Linked DNA regions of Mus musculus: regions 2 and 3 are each linked to region 1. A link is a contact called in public Hi-C and HiChIP or PLAC-seq data. All regions are on one chromosome and are shown on one strand. The core of a region is the stretch at or near the end of the contact, and the rest is flanking DNA. Distances in the headings are between cores, read along the strand shown.

Region 1 (4,196 bases), core at 443-2,942:
CCTTCCTGGAAAACTAACAAGTGTTCTCCTTGTATCTGCATTTCCAACGTTCTAAGTGTTAACTTTAGATTGCTCTTGTTAAGGATTTCATGCAAATCCTTTATCTTTTTGAAACTTCAAATGCTCTTTTTCACTGCAAAATTTGAAGTGAAGAGAATGCCAACATTTGGAAGAGAAACAAAATGTCACTTCCATCATCATACTTGATTTATGGAACTATTGATGTGAAAAGAAACTAAACACTAATAGTAAAAGAGCATTTGAAGTTTCAAAAAGAAGGTAAGGTGCGTGCATCTGTTGGTCTTGAGCTTTTGATTGGTTGTATATTGAATATAAAAGGTGGCAGTTGTTTCTGAGACTGGGCCTTTTGTTTTACGTTTCTTTGAGCTTTAACTGGAATTTGAATGGAGATAAAGTCTTTACGACTACAACATCTCAATTTTTAGCTTGGAAATAGAAAATATCAGTATGTACAAATTTAAATTGAAATTGGGACCTCCACCGTGAAAATATATTTGAAACCATACAAGTTCTGTCATGTTTCTCATTGCAAAGGAAGAAAACACTGAGTGATAGTGAGTTTGATGGGCTGACCTGACATTATGTAGCTTTCCAGGGGTAGCCAAGGGTAAGAACTCAGGGATCAGGGACCGCTCTACTGCAGCATCTGTTGTGCCATTGAAAGCTGTCTTCTTCCAAGTGCCTTTTTAATTTTACTATAAACTCATCAGATAAGTGACCCAAAACAAAGGTTAGTTTGCGATACAAAGGTTAGCGATTCTGCAGCAGCTTAGTTGGAGGTGAGTCGGGTGAGGCAGCGTGAAGCATTAGATAAGAACAAGAAGGAACACTTGACAGTTTAGTGTGTCTGAAAGGCCACAAAGAGTTCATTCCAAGTGGATCACTCATCAGAAGTCAGAGTCTGAGTCAAGAGGGACTCATGGCAAAAAAGCTAGATATGACTGTGGTTAATGTTCCCACATACACCCTTCAAGTACGCCTACGTATGTGCATGAATGAACCATTATTAATTCCCGTCTGTATTAACCCGATGGAAATTCTGTTGGTGAACTACAGTCATGAAGTAGTAATGTTTTGCACTAAAATTTCTATTTGACTCATTCTTTTGAACTGTTTTACAATTCAGAATAAAATTGACATCAGGAAGGCAATTTCAAGCGCCTTCCAAATGACTTTCTCTTGTCTGAATGTCTATTGTTAAAAAATATATATATATATATAGCATAAACAGACCCTTTGTTAGGACACTGCGGCAATGGCTCAACAGAGTTTTAATGTAATCCTTTCAAATGGCACCATCTAGGGTGATCAGAGTTTCCATTACGCTCTGTGTACAGAGGACACCGTGACAGCAGAGTACAACCCATATGACTCCGTGACCTGATGGTAACTTGTGGGAGAAAACCATAGAACTAAAAATAAGTCAGAGCGCTGAAGGGGGTAGAAACAAAAAGACTGCAAAGGCAAGCTTCTGGTGCTTTCCTGGACCATCCAATAGCCAGACGACACGATTCAGAAACTGCGAAAACCCACAAGCTCTTCCTTGTTAAAGCCTCACAGCTATGGGCTCACTGATGTCTCTAGCGGCAGAGACCAGCAGGTCCCAGCAGGACCCAGCAGGACCCAGCAGGACCCAGCAGGACCCAGCAGGACCCAGCAGGACCCAGCAGGACCCAGCAGGACCCAGCAGGACCCAGCGCTCAGGGTACATCATGCATCCTTATAAACACCCTTCCCGAGTCTTCCTTCAGACTCGCTTTCTTTCATCTTTTGACCATGGAACAGCTCCTAGCTAAATTCAGCAATGGAAATGTTCGTATGCTTGCCCCATAAGTAATTTTTTTCATCTCTTTCTTGCTGGAAAACAGGAATATCCAAAGGCTCTTTGTAGAAGAGTCGTGATTCAAAACCCAAGGACAATGGCAAGCGGTTGTCAGTACACATGTTTGCAGTTTCCTTTGTCTCCCCTGACAAAACTTGAGCGGGAGGGGGGGGGGCGGGGGGTGTGATCCGTTATATTTGGACTTCTTCAGTTCTGGACTTGATAGCTGACAACTTCAAAGCGAACTTATTTTATATTTTGTCAGACTTTGTCATCAGCTTAAGCACAGCGATGCATCATTATTTTTGAATTAGATTAAAAATATAAATATTGGGCTGGAGAGTTGGCTCAGTAATTAGGGCTGTGTACTGTTCTTTCAGAGAATCCAAGTTCAGTTCCCAGATGCCACATTGGGTGGTTCAAAACCACCTGCAACTCCAGCTCCAGGTAGATCTATGCCCTCTTCTGGTCTTGGTGGGCACTGTTGCATACACTCACACATCTCTCATATCCACATATACATAATTAAAATAAAATCATATAAAGGTGGAGAGAGTCCAAAGAGCATTGCAAATTTCTATGTTAGAAAATTCCTGTGTTAGCAGTTATAAAATAAACTGCTTATTCTATCAAAGGTTACCATTAGAACTATGCAGAACCCTACACAGTGCCAGGAAATGTCTGTAAAGTATGTCTGACACATGAAGAACCCCTTCAATTCAACAACAAAATCATCCCCCTAAACAAAAGATTTAATAAACATTCATGTAGAACAGTGGTTCTGAACCTTTCTAAATCTGCACCCCTTTAATACAGTTCCTCATGTTGTAGTGACCTCTAACCACAAAATTATTTTTATTGCTGCTTTATAACTGTAATTTTGCTACTGTCATAAATCATAATATAAATATTTGATATGTGACCGCTGTGAAAGAGCTGCTTTACCCCCAAGGGTCTCAGCCAGAAGGTCGAGAGATACAGATCTAGAGAGATGTAAATGGCCAACAAGTACACAAAAAGATGCTTATTGCTAAGATTAAGATTATTATCGCTACAAAAATTCAGGTAAAACCCATAATGGCCTCATGCACTCAACTACTATTATTAAAATCAGAAGATGGTAAGTGTTGGTGAGGGTGTGATAAAGCTGGAATTCTATGCATGCATAGTGAGAGTATAAAATGGTTTAGTCACTATGAAAGGCAGTAAAGACCTCCTCCCCAAAAGTAGATTCACAACACATATGATGTAGCAACTCTAGTCCTGGGCATGTACATTAACTAACTCTGCTATGGCAGCGTTTATGTAATCAGAGGATGTCACAATGAGCTGGGGGAAGGTTTGGTTCCACTTCATTTGAACACCATTTATTGGCATTTAGTGCCATGTTCTCTGCTAAGGGCCAAGAATGGAAAAGGAATACAATAAGCTCCTTATACTCAAGGACATAATTCCTTTTTTTAAAAAAATATTTTTATATTATGTATTTTCCTCAATTACATTTCCAATGCTATCCCAAAAGTCCCCCATACCCTTCCCCCCCCCCACTCCCCTACCCACCCATTCCCACTTTTTGGCCCTGGCGTTCCCCTCTACTGGGGCATATAAAGTTTGCATGTCCAATGGGCCTCTCTTTCCAGTGATGGCTGACTAGGCCATCTTTTGATACATATGCAGCTAGGGCCAAGAGCTCCGGGGTACTGGTTAGTTCATAATGTTGTTGCACCTACGGGGTTGCAGATCTCTTTAGCTCCTTGGATACTTTCTCTAGCTCCTCCATTGGGGGCCCTGTGCTCCATCCATAAGTGTGAGCATCCACTTATGTGTTTGCTAGGCCCCGGCATAGCCTCACAAGAGACAGCTATATCAGGGTCCTTTCAGCAAAATCTTGCTAGTGTATGCAATGGTGTCATCGTTTGGAGGCTAATTATGGGATGGATCCCTGGATATGGCAGTCTCTAGATGGTCCATCCTTTTGTCTCAGCTCCAAACTTTGTCTCTGCAACTACTTTCATGGGTGATTGTTTCCAATTCTAAGAAGGGGCAAAGTGTCCACACTTTGGTCTTCGTTATTCTTCAGTTTCATGTGTTTTGCAAATTGTATCTTATATCTCAGGTATACTAAGTTTCTGGGCCAATATCCACTTATCAGTGAGTACATATCATTTGAGTTCTTTTGTGATTGTGTTACCTCACTCAGGATGATGCCCTCCAGGTCCAACCATTTGCCTAGAAATTTCATAAATTCATTCCTTTTAATAGCTGAGTAGTACTCCATTGTGTAAATGTACCACATTTTTTGTATCCATTCCTCTGTTGAGGGGCATCTGGGTTCTTTCCAGCTTCTGGCTAT
Region 2 (4,196 bases), core at 1,046-3,545, 120 kb after region 1:
GGTTTATTGAATTAAAGTGTGAAGTGCAGAAAGCTGGAAATTATATGGGTTCTAGGAGACCACTGACATGAGGTCAAGTCAATCTCTCTTCAGATCTATCAGGGGTAGTCTCCACGTAATGAAGATTTTGAAAATCGAGTATAGCTTCCCTCGGGCATACGGTCTCAACCTTTTCCTATTTCTGACCTATTCTGAGTGACCTACAATGCTGCCCATATTTTCTACTTGGCCCTTACATAAATGTAACATGGCACCATTCAAATGAAAATAGTGAGACAGGGTAAGCAGATTCTCCTTGGGTGCCAGAGTAGCATGTTATTGTAGAGTTAAGCAGGAGTCTGACTCGCAGGAAAAAAAGGACAGGAGGATGAGAATGAGTATGATGATGATGATGATGGTAAGGAGGAGGAGGAGGAGGAAGATACAGGCATAGAAAATGAAGGCAGAGTTACCAGGTTCTCATTTGCCTACAGCAGATCATCCACTTTTCTCCACTCATGATGCCACACCTGTGCAATTTCTACCTTAACGTTTCTACTCCATTAGCTCACTTTAAAGAGCATTTAAAAAAAAATAGCATCATGCAGACACACCAAGGCTGATATGTGTATAAACTCACAGAGACTGTGACAACACACACATTACCTACAGAGTCAAAGCAGAAAAGAGTGCTCATCTTAAAGGGAATAAAAGATAGTCTATTTAGGATCCATTTTTAGTGACCATGGCCCAGGAACACAAATTTTATGCTCCTACATGGAAGCAGTTTTAGTTTTACAGAACAGAGAAAATAATGAATCGAGACATGTAAAACACATCTGTGGGAATACCATAAAGGCAATTCAGGAAGATGGGGCAGGTTTTCTTACAGGTCTCATCTGATGACTTTCTTGTTTTTTAGGTTGGTAGAAGCTAGTATCAGCCAACAGATTTCATTCTTTTTAAAAATCTCTCATGGGATTTTAGTTCTGACACAAAGCTGACTAAGGAATGGCAGTTGGAGTACATAGGAGACTAAAACTAGACTAAGATAAGGTAGTTAAACTCTGGACCTGCAACATTCCAATTTTGCTACAGCACTAAAATTCTAATCAGTCTCTGCCACACCCGGCCCCCCACCCCCAGGAGTTTTCATTCACAACAGGTTCAAGCAAGGGGGAAAAAAAAAAAAACAGTACAAACTAGGGGTTAGAGATTACAAAGTTCCATTCCTAACCAAAAGGCATGTACAACTGATAACTGATAATACTGGGAAAGGTAAAATCAATTTTCCCCTATGGAGTATCAACCACACTTCTGGGAAGGCCCCATGCCCAGAAGTAACTGGCCAACACAAAATTGTGTGTTTGTGAGTGTGTGTGCGAGCGTGCATGTTTTGTTACTTTTTTATGTTTGACTTTATTTAAATCTTTGACAGCAAGGACCTCTGAAATTCCTAAAAGCATCTACCAAAAGCTGAAGACATTCCTGGGAAACTCGGGAGCTTTGGGAAACTGTCTTTCAGCCGAAAGTGTTATGTATATTTAAAGGTGGACACTAATACTTTCTGCAATACAAGTTCATAGTCCTCACGATACAACTAAAATAAAAACAAAGCCCATGTACCAGGGTAAAGTACTGTCCAGCTACTTAAAAATGGGTTTGGATCAGACACAGCCAACGTGGGAAAGGGGCGGAGTTTTCCCCTGGCAGCGTTCAAACCCTCAACAAACGGTTCTGTGCAAAGCCACACCGCAGAATGCAGAGTGCCAATATCCTGACAAAAATAAAGGGTAAAGCTCAAATTAAGCGCTTTAAAAGTCCGTAATATAAGCCTTTCCAAATCCTTAGATGCCATTAGCTGTCACGGGTAGCCTCGAGTGGGTAACGATGCAAGGACTGACACTGGCTGGGAATCAATGGCGAGAAAGCAGCTCGAGACTACCTTGTACATCGCTAACGTTCCAGAGATTTCCAGAAACTGAATTTACAGCCAGAAACCAACTCCTGTGAGAGGGAAGCAACAAAACAGACAAAAACCTGCTAAGACACCAGTTTAATGTCCGCCCGGCGAGGCCTGCAAGCGATCAAAGATGGAGAAATCAGCACATGCCTCCCGCAACAACGCCCTCCTAGTACGCAAGCGCTCGCGCGCCCGCGCGGAGGCCCCGCCCCTCGCGTGCACGCCCAGACCAGGCGCGCGCAGCGGAAGTTACCGCCTCCAAGGCCCCTCCTGGCTCTTCCGCCACGAGGCCCCGCGTTCGCAGTCCGGTTCCGGTTGTAGCTCCGCCCCCGCGCGGGAACACGCTAGAAGGCTGGATATCCGGGCCAGGAGGCTCGCGGAGCCCTCACTTCCGGTGGTGTCTCAGCCCAGCTCCCTTGAGGCGCAGGTTCTGGCTCTCGGTGCGGTAGCGCCATCTGGCGCCGAGTGTTCCCCGGACTGCGGAGGGGCGCGCTTCCTCCCTTCAGAACATTCCAGAGACACCGCGGCGGCCGGGGTAGGCTTTATGCGCTCCGCCAGAAGGGCGGGACCCAAGACTCCTCCTCCACCGAGTTCCCGCGCGGGAAGGGTTTTGCGGTTACCCTGAGCGGAAATGGTTGGAGTCTGGAGCGGGAACGGACCTCACGCGGGAGGAAACCGGCCTTTTCCCGTCTTTTCAAGTCCTGGCGACACAGTTCCTGCCCCACTGGCTCTCCTTTTTTGTTTCCTCCTTTCTGGGCACTGTGCTTCGGTTCTTCACTCGGCGTGGACCGAGGTCCTCCATGTCCCGCTTTGCAGAGAGGAGGCTTTACTTTGTAGCCTTTCGTTAGCCTGTGTTGGAGAAAAGCTTTTGCTCCATTACGTCTGTTAAGCTGGGGTGTTGCGAAAACGAGCAGTATCGGGGATTAAACATTAGAAGAATGATAATAGGTTTTTAAAACAAGACAGTCTCACCAGGTTCATCTCAGAACTGTGAAATTAACGCTGTGGCTGTTATGCCGTATTTCCTTTAGATAAGGGAAAACGAGTTTCCACCAGAGCTAGAAAGTGAACATAACTTTCCTCTTAAAAGAATTCATGTTTAAAAAAGTCCAGATGTAATACACTTGGAGCACTGTTAGCTATTGTGAGTTATTGTGTATCAAGATGCACAGTGCGAGCCAGTGAGATGTCCCTTAGAAGTCAGAGATCTGCGGTCACTTGTCTCTGGACCTTTCTCCCCCACTACAGCAGTATTTTCCCTACCTGTGCATGCATTTGAGTTCAGAAGGCTTTTAAGAGGCCAGTTCACTAGAGTTTAGAACTGGGAGAGGTGATATGGAAGGAGAGCTAGGTGACTAAGGCCCACAGTTGGAATAGTTTAAAGAGTTCAGGAGAGCTCTTCGCTGTTATTGCTGTTTTGACACATTAACCCGACAGATTAGTAGCCTTTCTAGCAGGTGCCAAGGGAGCAAACTAAGCGCTAAAACCATAAAGTTTGTACAGTCACACATTCGGGAAGCAAGTTCATATAATATACTCTGTTGTAGAGGGTGCTGTAACACCAGGTATACAAAATTTCTCAATTATGTCATCTCTGTTCTTCAGAGTTTCTTGAAAATAGTAACTCAAAAAATCACTTCAACAGACATTTAAATTTTTACACCCAGGAAGGTAACATTTTAAAAATCCCTTTCCTTTTGTAACTTCTTTATAGTTTCTTCTTTTCACTAAGTCATTGCCCTTTACCCCTACTGTGTCATTTAAAATGTACAGAATGCTTTAATGCTTTCTGTTTGTGTGTGTGCGCGTGTATGTGCGCGCGCGTAAATAAGTTTTTGTATTCTGAGTTTGACAATGGCATTTGACCCTAACCATCAGTAAAATGCATTGCTCTCTGTAACCATTCCCTTTGTCCCCAATAGAAATACAGATATTCCTAGATAGGCTTGTCGTGTTCATAGCTATGTTGCTCCTAAAAGTGATTTTCTAGTACTAAAAAGGTTAGATTGTTTACTGAAGTGTGAGTGAGTACTATAAAGACTGTATTACCTTTAATTACAAGTTAGTGTATCTAACTGTGAAGATAAGTGAAATAGTATTTTTATAATGACTCAGACTTCCATTACAAGGCACTAGAGAGATGGCTTGGCTAAGTCTGGTCTCCAATGGCACCAGGCATGCACATGGCATACAGACATATATGCAGTCAAAAAACGCATATACATAAACTAATGATAAAACAAAATTGGCTGTT
Region 3 (4,196 bases), core at 679-3,178, 76 kb before region 1:
AGAGTATCCTAAAAGCCAGGCCTCCTGCCTCTTTGAGCTTGCCTCACTGGTGGGGTCTTTCCTCCTAAAACATAGCCTTCCTTCTCTAGGCTCACACCACTCCTGGGTTTTCTACCCTGCGGATGCCTCACCACAACAGGTAACTTGTATTTGGAAGACAGACATTCCTTAGTGCTGTCTGTTGTTTTAGAACCTTGACTAGCCTGGAACAATCTCAAAATGAATACAAGAGAGCACTCCTCAACTTAACCTTTTCTGCTTAAAAGAAAAAACAAAACAAACAACAACAAAAAACCCTCCCCTGAGAGCTCTGTGGCACAGCCAGCTTACCAGTCTCCTCATGTAAACAGCGGTGGTGCGGCAAGGGAGGAGGTCTGTTTATTATTTTTGATCCTGTTTTGCTTCTGGCAAAATTTCTCAAACAGTCTAAGTTGGCAGAGCACTGATTGCTTCTTCTGACGAGCTACTGTTCGGCAGCTACAACTGGGACCATTCTGGAATAAGGTCGGAGTTGTCCAATGTGCAGGGGGAAAACAATCCTCCACACAAGACTTCTTTCTGTAAATCAGGACCCTCTTATAAGTCACTCTTTCTCAGCATTATAGAGCCAGGGATTTTGAGGGCTGCTGTCCCCAGACCAGCACAGGCTCAATTCAAGTCCCATGTGATCAGCTCCTGTCTGAAAAGACCCACTGTGAAGGCACAGGAGTCTCAGCCTGGGAGCCCCTGGGGAAGTGTAGGGGAGGCTGGGCACTCCACCAGGCACTTTTTATGGAGAAAGGCAGCATTCTAAAAGGTAGAAAGTGGGAAGGTTAGGCCAAGGGTAGAGGAAATTTTTCTTTTCCCTCTTTTTGGGCCAGGGCCTACCTAACCACACTATCCAGCCTCTGGCAAGAAGTCCTGCTGTCCTGACATTTACTTTGGACGCAGAGTTCTTGATAAAGAGCAGCCAACTCTGGGAAGGCAGCGGGAGGGCAGAAAGAGGGTGTTAGTGTAGGGTGGTCACAAGCTGGTTGTAGCTGAATGATGTTCTCCAGCAATGGGGGGAGAGGGGAGGAGGGGCCAACTGTGTCTATAATGACAAAGAACAAACACTCAAACCATCTTTGGGTCCAAGTAAACAATGTCTACTTATAATTAGAAGGAGGATGGGGATTGGCAGTGGTGAGCAACATGGGCTCTTAGCTCACCCAGACTTGAGTTCAGAGTACAGTTCAAGCACTCACTGGCTGTGGGACATCAGGAAAGTTCATTTAACACCATAGAGCCTTCATTTATGCATCTAAGAAAAGGGAGGGGTGAGTGCAAGGTGTGAGGCTCAATCTTGCTTATTTTCCAAAAGGGTAAACTCAGGTCTTAATGAAAACACAATAGGAGAATCATTTCCAACCACACTGGACTCCTTGAAGACAGTTGGTAGATTAACCCTGGGAAGGCTCTAGAAGGTAGCTTCGAGACTACTGTTGCTAAGCTTAGAAATGAGAAGTACTCCAAAACTTAAGATGTATAATGGGAAATATAAAGACTAAATGGCTGACTCCAGTCTGAATGTTTCATCTTCGTGCATACAGATGTTAGCAAACTTTGCAGATCACTTGCCTGTCCACATGGCACCCTGAATATTTTTTTCTACAGCTATGACAGCATGGTAATGTGAAGCAGGGCTCCCCCCAAGGCTATGGGTCCACCTGCAAGGCTCAAGCAGACTGAAGAAGAGTGACTGTCAATGAGATGAAAGGACCTTGTCTACACCCTCTGTCGTTCTTGGCACTGATGAGCTTCAGTGTCCAGAGCAGGCTCTGAAAAGGTAACCAACAATACAATGACCAGAGCCACAGGAGAAAGGCTCACATGAAGGAAACAGAACCAGAGCAGCCTCGTGCAAACCATGGCTGGGAATCTGGAGGCAGGGGAGGAGGGAAATGTGGACTCTGAAACAACTTCTTGTCTTAGTTAGTTAATGTTTGACCACTGCAGGTGCCTGCTGCCAGGCGTCCTTATTCTGTCAGGTGAGTTTACATTAGCCCGCCACAGAACCAGTCATGGAAGTATGCTTTTCTGTGCCACAGGATTCCATTGCAAAGCAATGATTTGGGGGAAATGAGATTAGGAACGTTTAAACTTGTAACGGGCCAACAGTGCTCTTCTTACACACCACAGGCTAACAAGTTAAAAAAAAAAAAAAAAAGACCAGTGCCAGGAGCAAGATAGTTCTTTGGGGATTGTTGGTCAGTGATGTCCCTCTGTCCCACCAAGGCCATTGGTAACTCTCAAGATCTCAATGACATGATCCTGTTGCTGAAGACACCACACACTCAAGTTCTAGAACATGGATAAAACAAGCTGGTGCTGACCTGGAAGCTCCACTGTACTCCCTAGCTTTCAGAAACATTTTAGACTAGAAAGACTTATTCATGGTTTTTCATGTCTCACAAAAACAGACTGTAGGGAGCAAGGCTTCCTAATCAGTGACGGTGAAACCAATTCACACCTGGATGTATTCACACATGAATATATTTACACAGGTATGTCTTCAATGAGACAATGAGCTTAGAATTGTTCCCCCAACTGTCAAGCCACTAAGAGGATGCTGCATAGCCTTCTGGGTTCATTTCATGTCATACGTAAACGTCAAATATTACATCCTATAAAATAAGGGTTTTATAAGGCTCAAAATTAACATTATGTCATAATGAATGCAGAAGGCTGTATGTACTGATTTTCTGTCTTTAGGAATATCTATCTTGAGGGGATTAAAAGTATATATTTTCTATTTAAAAAAAAATCAATGAACCAGAAGCTTTCATACGTTGTATCTGTCAAAATGTCAATAAATTTACTTCTAAGAATAAATCTCAACAAATATCATATTCCTGTTTCTTTTTTCTTAGCTGAAGGATACAATAAATATAAAGAATATTCTCTAATTAATGGGGATGACAGTCTTAAGCGAAGAAAACTATTAAAATCTTTTAAAAACTTATTGGAATTAGCATGGAAAACAGAGCTCAGTTTTTAATTTGTCAACTGGGCATTAAGTCTCTTCTGGCTACACATTAAACAGGGGATCAATATCAAGGGTTTGGAAAGAACTGCAAAAACTAAACAGGAAAAAGCCCTAAACCATCCTCCAATCAATAGGTGAGCTGATGAACTGAAGAACAGGTCTTAAAAAGAGATACAAATGGCCAATAAATACTCAAAAAATATTCAATATCCTCAACCACCAGAGACACACAAACTAGAACTGCTTGGAGATCCCATCTAAGTCCAGCGAGGATGAATGGCTGTCGCCAATAAAACAAATGGCAGCAGATGCTTCTGGAACATGGGAAAAGGCAGATAGATGCATGCTTACCACTGGCAGGGACTCACCACCCATGCAGTCACTAGGTAAACCAGTCTAGAGAGCCTTCTGGAAACTACAAATAGAGGAGCCATGGTCTATTTCTTAATTAGTGATTAATGAGGGAGGGCCCTGACCACTATGGATGGGGACAAGCCAGTAAGCAGCACCGCCACCCCCATGGCCTCCGCATGGTCATATGAGAAAGGCTTCAAAATCAACATCTAGCAGAGACACTTTATACCTATGCTTGTTGCTGCACTGTTCAAAACAGCTATGAAGAAAGAAAACTAGCCTAGCTATCACTAATAAACGAACGAATGGACATTGAAAATAGGATACACATACACAATGGACCTTTATTCAGCTGCAAAAAAAAAAAAAAGAAAAAAGAAAAAAGAAATTGTGACATTTGCAAGAAAAATGGATGAAACTGAAATTCACTACAATTCAGCCAAATAAGTCAGAATCAGGAACACACCATGTTTCCCTTATATATGGTACTTGGACTTAAAAGTATGTGTATGGTTGAGTATGTGCATGTGTGTCTGTGTGCTGGTTAGTTTTGTGTCAACTTGACACAAGCTAATGTCATCTGAGAGGACAGATCCTCAATTAAAAAAAATGCTTCCATAAGAATAGGGCTATAGGCATGCATGTTAGTTATTTTCTTAATTAGTGATTAATGAAGGAGGTCCCAGACCATTGTGGATAAGTACACCCCTGGGCTGGTGTTCCTGGGTTCTATAAGAAAACAACATGAGAAAGTCATGTGTAATAAGCCAGTAAGCAGCACCACTCTATGGCCTCTGCATCAGTTTCTGCCTCCAGGTTCCTGCCCTGACTTCCT

The links. Hi-C and Micro-C count contacts between places; a contact is called where the count stands out from the background. HiChIP or PLAC-seq counts read pairs in DNA pulled down with a chosen protein or histone mark.
Region 2: a contact with region 1 is called in a Hi-C map of adipose-derived mesenchymal stem cells, with 5 times the contacts expected there. The contact joins the promoter of 1700028E10Rik here to the promoter of 5430435K18Rik in region 1. A contact is called at or near these places in 5 of 39 promoter capture datasets (the SN4741 cell line, cranial neural crest, frontonasal cranial neural crest and 2 more), 1 of 15 datasets of contacts at CTCF or cohesin (the NIH/3T3 cell line), 27 of 484 Hi-C or Micro-C datasets (the C2C12 cell line, CD4 T cells, CD8 T cells and 15 more) and 8 of 115 datasets of contacts at active chromatin or transcription factors (the NIH/3T3 cell line, bone marrow-derived macrophages, embryonic fibroblasts and 5 more).
Region 3: an H3K4me3 HiChIP or PLAC-seq map of intestinal villus epithelium shows a contact between it and region 1, with 9 read pairs. The contact joins the enhancer-like site here to the promoter of 5430435K18Rik in region 1. A contact is called at or near these places in 3 of 39 promoter capture datasets (embryonic stem cells and liver), 1 of 15 datasets of contacts at CTCF or cohesin (the NIH/3T3 cell line), 10 of 484 Hi-C or Micro-C datasets (MC3T3-E1-derived osteoblasts, bone marrow-derived dendritic cells, brown adipocytes and 4 more), 9 of 115 datasets of contacts at active chromatin or transcription factors (embryonic fibroblasts, embryonic stem cells, fibro-adipogenic progenitors and 4 more) and 2 of 9 other capture datasets (adipose tissue and pancreatic islet).

Annotation. Positions count from the first base shown.
Region 1 is chr5:151,250,931-151,255,126 of GRCm38.p6, forward strand. 5430435K18Rik (a long non-coding RNA gene) reads left to right here and starts at 1,693. Exons shown (of 2, transcript XR_868755.2): 1 at 1,693-1,726. It also overlaps a transcript of Stard13 not described here.
Region 2 is chr5:151,366,380-151,370,575 of GRCm38.p6, forward strand. It overlaps 1700028E10Rik (RIKEN cDNA 1700028E10 gene), which reads left to right and starts at 2,296. Exons shown (of 4, transcript NR_045700.1): 1 at 2,296-2,477. It also overlaps a transcript of Stard13 not described here.
Region 3 is chr5:151,174,278-151,178,473 of GRCm38.p6, forward strand. The region is part of intron 1 of Stard13 (StAR-related lipid transfer (START) domain containing 13); the gene reads right to left. Among named protein-coding and RNA genes, the nearest start is that of Stard13, 14 kb to the right of the region's middle. Within about 2 kb of position 1,929, at least 46 of the 459 cell types and tissues checked have an H3K27ac peak or open chromatin away from gene starts, as enhancers often do. A contact at or near this core is called in intestinal crypt epithelium, intestinal villus epithelium, kidney and 2 more, where this site is marked.